Regions from separate parts of the Zea mays genome. Here regions 1 and 3 are each linked to region 2. The links are chromatin contacts, called in public Hi-C maps. All regions are on one chromosome and are shown on one strand. The core of a region is the stretch at or near the end of the contact, and the rest is flanking DNA. Distances in the headings are between cores, read along the strand shown. Region 1 holds the start of LOC103632296 (luc7-like protein 3). Region 2 holds the start of LOC103632297 (phosphatidylinositol/phosphatidylcholine transfer protein SFH11). Region 3 holds the start of LOC103632299 (glycosyl hydrolase family 10 protein / carbohydrate-binding domain-containing protein).

What was found. A called contact is a pair of places that touch in the nucleus more often than the background predicts.
Region 1: a Hi-C map of ear shows a contact between it and region 2, with 2.1 times the contacts expected there. The contact joins the promoter of LOC103632296 here to the promoter of LOC103632297 in region 2. A contact is called at or near these places in 3 of 25 Hi-C or Micro-C datasets (ear, endosperm and leaf).
Region 3: a contact with region 2 is called in a Hi-C map of leaf, with 3 times the contacts expected there. The contact joins the promoter of LOC103632299 here to the promoter of LOC103632297 in region 2. A contact is called at or near these places in 2 of 25 Hi-C or Micro-C datasets (ear and leaf).

Annotation. Positions count from the first base shown.
Region 1 is chr7:43,919,235-43,921,934 of Zm-B73-REFERENCE-NAM-5.0, reverse strand. LOC103632296 (luc7-like protein 3) reads left to right here and starts at 1,366. Exons shown (of 9, transcript XR_555807.4): 1 at 1,366-1,584; 2 at 1,678-1,806; 3 at 1,902-1,941.
Region 2 is chr7:44,144,128-44,146,827 of Zm-B73-REFERENCE-NAM-5.0, reverse strand. It overlaps LOC103632297 (phosphatidylinositol/phosphatidylcholine transfer protein SFH11), which reads right to left and starts at 1,435. Exons shown (of 12, transcript XM_020541224.3): 1 at 1,021-1,435.
Region 3 is chr7:44,307,299-44,309,998 of Zm-B73-REFERENCE-NAM-5.0, reverse strand. LOC103632299 (glycosyl hydrolase family 10 protein / carbohydrate-binding domain-containing protein) reads right to left here and starts at 1,303. Exons shown (of 9, transcript XM_020541402.3): 1 at 829-1,303. The coding sequence starts at 1,008.

The DNA.
Region 1 (2,700 bases), core at 117-2,616, 220 kb after region 2:
GCTACGTGTCTAGCGGAGGAGAGCTAGCGCCCTAAGTACATGCCATCGTGGCGGCCGGAGAGGTTTTGGCGCCCGGTTTGTGTGATGTCGTGGCCGTCGGAGGAGCGCTGGAGCCTGGCGGAGGGACAGCTGTCGGGGCTGTCGAGTCCTTACTGACGTCCTCTTGCTTCCGTAAGGGGGCCGAGAGCCACCATCATCAAAGAGCGTGCGGGGCGCCATCATTGCCTATCTGGCGGAGCGAGCCAGATGGGACGCCGGTCTTGTTCCCCGTAGCCTAAGTCAGCTTAGAGTAGGGTAATGATGGCGCCTCCCACGTGGCCGGCCCGCGCCCTAGGTTGGGCGATGTGGAGGCTCCTTCGAGGTCGAGGTCGAGTCCGAGCCCCTAGGTCGGGCGAGGCGGAGGCCGTTGGCTGAGGCTAGGGCGGAGTTCGAGTTCTGGGGTCGGGCGAAGCGGAGTTCGTCGTCTTCCGGGGCTTAGCCCGAGTCCGAGCCCTGGGTCGGGCGGAGCGGAATTCGCCGTCTTCCGGGGCTTAGCCCAAGTCCGAGCCCTGGGTCGGGCGGAGCGGAGTTCGTCGTCTTCTAGGGCTGAGCCCGAGTCCGAGCCCTGGGTCGGGCGGAGCGGAGTTCGCCGTCTTCCGGGGCTTAGCCCGAGTCCGAGCCCTGGGTCGGGCGGAGAGGAGTTCGCCGTCTTCCGGGGCTCGCCGTCTTCCGGGGCTTAGCCCGAGTCCGAGCCCTGGGTCGGGCGGAGCGGAGTTCGCCGTCTTCCGGGGCTTAGCCCGAGTCCGAGCCCTGGGTCGGGCGGAGCGGAGCTTCCTATGGTGCCTGCGGCCGGGCCTGACTGCCTGTCAGCCTCACTTTGTCAAGTGGCTCCGCAGTCGGAGCGGCGCAGGCGGCGCTGTCTTTCTGTCACACCGGTCAGTGGAGCGGCGAAGTGACGGCGGTCACTTCGGCTCTGTCGGCTGAGGGGCGCGCGTCAGGATAAAGGTGTCAGGCCACCTTTGCATTAAATGCTCCTGCGATTTGGTCGGTCGGTGCGGCGATTTGGTCAGGGTTGCTTCTTGGCGAAGATAGGGCCTCGGGCGAGCCGGAAATATGTTCGCCGCTGGAGGGGGGCCTCGGACGAGGCGAAGATCCTCCGGGGTCGGCTGCCCTTGTCCGCGGCTAAGCTCGGGTCAGGCGTGATCGAGTCCTTCGAATGGACTGATCCCTGACTTAATCGCACCCATCAGGCCTTTGCAGCTTTATGCTGATGGGAGTTACCAGCTGAGAATTAGGAGCCTTAAGGGTACCCCTAATTATGTTCCCCGATAGGTTTAACTTTATAATTATTGATTTAAGTAGTATTTTGTAAAACTATTTAAGTTGCTCTAAACCAGAAGACTAAAAATTAGTGACTAAAACCAAACGCGCCTTATCTTCGTCTGTTCCTAGATTCTACTAGGACGAGCCCAAATCCAAATCGTCCTGAGGAAAGGGTAAAGAAAGTGAAGCAAGGGGCTGCCTGGCTTAGGGTTTCTTGACGGCTCCTTGCCCTCTCCGCCATGGACGCGCAGCGAGCCCTCCTTGACGAGCTCATGGGCACAGGTAAAGTACCCACCAGATCCCCCCTCGCCCGAATGACGCCGGCCCGTGCCCTATCCCTACCCCTAACCGCGTCGCGGGTGCTGTCGTTCGCAGCTCGTAACCTAACGGAGGAGGAGAAGAAGGGGCACAAGGAGCTGAAGTGGGACGATCCGGACGTGTGCGGCCCCTACATGGTCCGGTTCTGTCCCCACGACCTTTTCGTCAACACCAAGAGCAATCTCGGTATGGCCGTTCCTTCGTTTCTTTCTCTCTTTTTCTTAATATGTTTTGCAGTGATTTTATTTTACTCATAACAAGTTTGGTTGGGGTGTTTGCAGGGCCGTGCTTGAGGATCCATGATCCGAAGCTCAAGGAAAGGTGATACCAGTTGTGAAGCTTAATATATTGAGATGTAAATAAATAAAAACCAACATGCTTCTTGTAAAAAAAATAAGTATGATTTTGTTGCTGTAATCCTTTAATAAAGCGTTATGTTTAGGAAGCAAAGTAGGGTATTGAATAGACTGCAACTAGGAATAGAGAAACCTTGCTATTGGGAGCCATATGGCATGACACCAAAGTATAATAGACGATTGTGTTATATGAATTGCTAGAATGGTAGAGTGGGCTAGTTTTTAGTTGTGAGGATTAAGCTGTCTTATGTTCCTGTTAGGCCACAGGTTTTCATTTGACTGGTACATCTTTTGTTTGAAATTAGACAGCACATTAGAACTGTACTGTGAAATGACTGTGCCATGATGCCCCCCTATCCAGTCTAAAAATAAATAGTTGCTCCAGGATATTACACGTCCTACAGCAACAATGTTCTCTCAATTTTAAAATTATAGTATATTTGGGAGTCTCTGGCACTGGGTCTGCCCTTCTTATATCAAGACATAAAAAAAATTTCTCAGCGGAATATTGAGAGGAATTTGATCTTATATGGTGAAGAAGCAAGGTTGAATACGTATTAACGAAGGGTTCAGAAATGTGTCTAGGTATTCTAAATATTATATTTTGTGTAAATAAAAATCTTTAGGTGAATTAAGTGAGAGTTGCATCCGATTAAAATTTAAGAGGTAGCTGCCCACCCTTTGTAGTTGGCAAATAGGATATAATTAGCACCCTCATTCCCAA
Region 2 (2,700 bases), core at 186-2,685:
AACAGAAAATATTGCTTGTATTGCCAGAAACAGTGTTGGTCTTCTTGAGTACATTGTGGTTTTCTTAGCATTCTATTATTTGGTTTAAACATATACAATTACTTAGGATGGGAATCTCATACAGAACACAGAAACAGGATACGGGTGCACCTTTAGGTAAATTGTGCAGCATATGGTCATTTTGCCCAAGTTAAATTTCAAACATAATATCTAAAAGTTTAAAAAAGTCATTTAAGGCTGTTTATATATAATTCTATATATCCCGATATTGGGTCAAAAATTCTAGTAGTATTAATAAAAATATATACCAACAAAATGAGGTATTCAGTTTACTACTACCTCCGTTCTCGAATATTTATCGTCCGCTAGTTCATTTTTTAACTAAACCGTGACAAATAAAAAAAGCTAGTTCATTTTTTAACTAAACCGTGACAAATAAAAAAGAACGGAGGGAGTATAATGCAACTAGAATAATGGTCCAAACAGTTATTATACTCCTGAGCAACATAAAATATATTAGGTTCCTACATGGAGGAAGTATGAAACCTACAGTTGTCATCAATACCACAACAGTGTCGTAATAATTAACATACCTATGCAAGAAAAAATGCATCTTTAAACAACAAAGGCAAGAAAAGATAAGCACTAGATACTGATGCCCTCATTTTATTTTCTTATGATGATTCTTCAGATATGCTAAGCTCTTCTCTGGTCCGCAGAAAAAACTAGAAAACCTCAGCCGATGAATTTAGTATGCAATTTGCAATTCGGTCTTGCTCTACAGCTTAAGGGGGCACTGCGATAGAACAAGAAGAAGAAAAATGTAGTGGCTACCAATCCTGAGAAGCATGTACAGTTCCCCCCAATAAAGAAGCTGCATATTAAGCCTCGAGGCAAGAAGCTTATTTGCGCGACCCGATTCCGAGAACCATCAGTGACGGCTGGGATGCCATGTGCTCCCAGGCAATTCAGTGGCACCAATGAAGTGAGAACAAGAATGGAAGAGAGGCTCATGATTACCTCGAGGTGGAACTCGGCTTGGATTGATGTACGGTGCTCCTTCATATAAAAACTAGCCTTCATATAAAGATTGGATGCCGGGGGGCGCCGCGGCATTAGGTCGAGCACCAGGCGGGCAGGCGGGTCGGCGGGTCCGGGCGACGCGCAGGAGGTTTCTTTGGCGGGCGGCGATAAGGTGCGCGAATCTGCCATCTCCCCCGCTGGCACGGCGCGCTGGCGAAGCAACCTGAGGCGGCGGCCACCGGCGCCTCCAGAACGGCGGAAGATCACGTGGGCCCGACCAGGCCCGGACGTCGCCAGCCTCTCTCTGTACAAGCAGCACAACTGCCAGCTGGATACCTGGAAGGCTGGAACAAGGGAAAGAGGCGCGGGACGGTGGGAGATTCTAGATTCGACAAAGGATCAATATGTTCGCGCCACTCGGAAGCAAAGCAGACGTGGCGGCCGGGTCTGACAGAGATGGTAATTTGTGCATGGGTACTTTTGCTATATAGTTTTTTAAGGCAAAATGATTGATAGCGAATGTAGAAAATGAATCTCTATCAGTATTCCATTGATGATTTAACATATATATACATTAGTAAGTGGATGCTTTTAGTTACAACAAGAGAGAAAGAATGAAAAGGTGTCTATTCATGAGTGTCTTCTCGAAATAGTGTCTTCCTTCAACTTCTTTTGGTTTGGATAAGATTGTCACCGTTGGATTACTCTTTAACACTCCCTCTTGATCGAATTCATTTTGTTGAAATCAACTTGGAATACATAAACTATTCAATTTCTAACCTATTATATCTATTATCTATTATTATATTAAAAACACTATAGAAAAATAGATGATATGACATATGTCCTATATTGATATTACCACATTAAAAACTTTACATGATAAAACCAAGAAGAAAATTTCATATAAAGAAAAGAGTATAGTATAATGTTAACTAGATTATATTTTAGAAAAATCAAACTCCCCTAATTCATGTAAATCTTTAAGTCGTTTTATACCAATTCCTTTAACATATTTTGAAAATGTGGAATATGGTGATGATTTTATGAGTAAATCAGCAAGATTGTTACAAGACATAGTTTGCAGCACATTAATTTCCCCATTCTTTTGTAATTCATGAGGATATTTTTTTGGGTAATATGCTTTGTAATATTATTCTTATTATAACATGTCTTCATCTCAACAATATAGGCGTCATTATCTTCATAGATAATGGTTGGTGAACCAATTGGACCAATACCACATAACTGAGTTATGTGGTTTATCATTGTGCGAAGCCAAATACAGTCTTTAGACGCTTTGTATAAGGCAACAATTTCAAAATGATTAGTGAAAGTGGCTACCAAAGTTTGTTTGGAGGATTTCCAAGAGATAGTGGTTCCACCTTGTAAATATACAAAATCGGTTTGTGATCCGACATTATCGGGGTTAGATAAATAGTCAGCATCTATATATCTGTCACACCTGGATTTGAAGGCCAAACCCAGGCACGAATCAAATGCATGCTAGGATCAAGTCTCACACATATGATGACTCATAGTACAGAAACGAATGTCACATCTTTAATATATAATGGAGTTCTATACAAAATAGTTAAATAATTACATCATACGAAGACAACGATCCAGCAACCATAGTTGACTGGGAGACGACGGCCTAGACCACTCACGAACTCA
Region 3 (2,700 bases), core at 54-2,553, 160 kb before region 2:
TCTACTCCCAAAAAAAAACAGGAAACCACAAATCTTCAATGGTTGCCGTCGTTTCCCTAAATAAACAGCCAGCAAAGGTGAAATATGTACAACCGATTGCAACACACGCACCTTGAATCTTTGTTCAGTGGGAAACCAAATCAACAGCTGATTGGCTATGCTAATGAAATCACCAAAATCCTATATACTGCAAGGCCTACCGAAACAATCAAACAAACATCCACAGCAAGAGACGAATGCAGCGGCCACTGGTATACCTTGGGCTCGGAATCGGGACCCTGTGGATCTGGTTGCGGGAGCGAGCGGTCAGCCCGGCGAGGGCGGAACAAAGACGAGAGCCAGCTGCAGCGCCTCCTCATCTCATCCAACCCAGAAATCCCGTCCCCGCAGCAGCAGCAGCAGCTACCCAGCGAATGGCAAGAAGTCAAAACAGGGGAGTGGAAGGAAAGCCGCGTAAGGTAGGCGGTCGTTACCTTCCCTCCCCTCACCTACCTAACTGGCTACCGAGGTGGCGGCACCGTCGACACGACAGCTTGGACCTTGGGACGGAAGGAAAAGCATGATTCGGGACGGCACGGAGATGCGCCCGTGAATGCGACAGCGGCGCCGAAGCGTCTTCCCCAAGAAATGCCGGCGCGCGTGCCTGCGTCCGGGGCGATGGAAAAGGAATCGGATGTGAAGAATGCCGCGGGAGAAGGATTACTGGATTAGGAAGGCCCAGTTATCCTATCCTACGCAGTCTCGTCTCCTGGGTCTTTGAGGCATAAAGATGAACACCTTCCTCTAAAGCCAGATGAGTGCGAGCCAGAGGTAAGCCGTAAGCAGTACCTCTCTGCAGGATCGGCGGCCCCTAGAGACAGAGGCCGCGACGTGTCGGTGTTCGGCGAGCTGGGACGGCGGCGGGACAATCGAGAAGTAGAGAACTCTGCGATTCGCGCCGTCGATCGGCAGTGAGGATCCTGCTGGGCTAGGAGGGAATGAAGAAGATGTCGAACAAGTCAACGTCATGAAAAGGGTTGCAAACAATGCGAGGGTCTAACCGCAGCTAACTTCGTTAGACTTTTTCTTTTTACCTTCTATTTGAATTTCACACTATAAACGATCTAATCAGTATTTTGAAGAGATCAAACTATAATGGTGGTATGTGTCGATTGGTCAAGGGATGATGTGGTTTGCTAAAGCATCTCAATAGTTATGTAAATTAAGCACCCTAAATTATAGATTTGGAGAGTTCTCCTTTATCTGTTGTTTGAGCGAGCGTTAGTTCTGGCTGTGTTAGTGCCTTATGCTGTATCGAGTATATTTCTCTTTTATTGTTCATCATAGTTTGATCAAGGATGACGAAACAGATGCACACACAGTGACATAACAGAAAGGACCACACGTAAGGATAAAAATGGTGGATGTTCGCTAGACTTAACAACCCTCTTGATCTAATCAAGTATGACAAAGCGGGTGCACACAGTGACATACTAAAAAGACCACACGGTCAAGGATAGAAATGGTGTATCCCATTGAAATCTTCGTATAACAATGGCCACTTGTTTCTCTTACTATGTATAGGGACAAGGGTCAAACCGTACAGGTACAAAAAAAACTCATATTGTAATACTTCTCACATAGACATGAGAGTCAAGCACTCTACTTTGTAACAAACGAAAGCCAGTATCAAAGACTTTAGCACCAAACTAGACATAAGAGTTCTTTCCAAACCAGTTTAAACTTTCTTCCTATTTTGTGTCTAGATCAGGGTCAAAATATAACAGTGGCACACTAACCCCATCCTATCATACAAATTTACTAGTTGTGGGGTCAAAACCACAAAAGATGGCGTGCCAATTAGGGGGTTTCACATGTTACATTTATCTCTCGGTGGCTTTGGACATTTCCTGCAGCACCTTCACCACCTTGGTGCCATTTCTAGGAACGACGAGTGGCTCCGGACTATACCCGCTGCCCCAGAATATTAGTGTTGTTATAGATATTGCCCATTGCATTATTACCAGTCTAAAAGGGCCTTCGGTTTTCGAAACCTTTGTTACCTCAACTTTCTTTGATTCTTACTTAATGTTTGTGTATTATGTCATTTTTTTATTAATTAGTGCTCTATGATCTTTTTTGTGTAGAGTTTTCCTAACCATTTTTCTTTCCATCATTTAGGTAAATCTGACGATTAGGGCAGAAGACTTTTCGAGTTTAAAAGGGCCTCCGGCCTTCGAAGGTTGTGTATATATTTTTCCTCTACGGGCTAGTTTGAAAACACTATTTTCACATGAGATTTTTAATTTTTCAAGGAAAAATGAACTAATTTCTCTCGAAAAAATTGAAATTCCTTGAGAAATATGATTCCCAAATCAGCCCTAACTCTGTTCTTTTTCCCGTGATACATATCGTCTCATTAGCTTACTACTGATATTCATTTTCAATATACTTTTCTAACTGTTTTGTGTTTTCAGTGAAGTATAAACTTTTGTTCCACAACATGGACTTCATTATCGTCTACATATCCCCTCAGAGATTTGCTGCTTGATCAAGGTTCCTTTTTATTACACCCTCCTTTAAACCTTCCTACCATGGATCTTTGCTCCTGATACAGACCTTCTGATTAGCTTACTACGAATATTAAATTTCCACTAACTGTTTTAATTGTTTTCAGTGAATTCCAAAACTCTGTTACTCAACCCGGGCTATATATTAAAC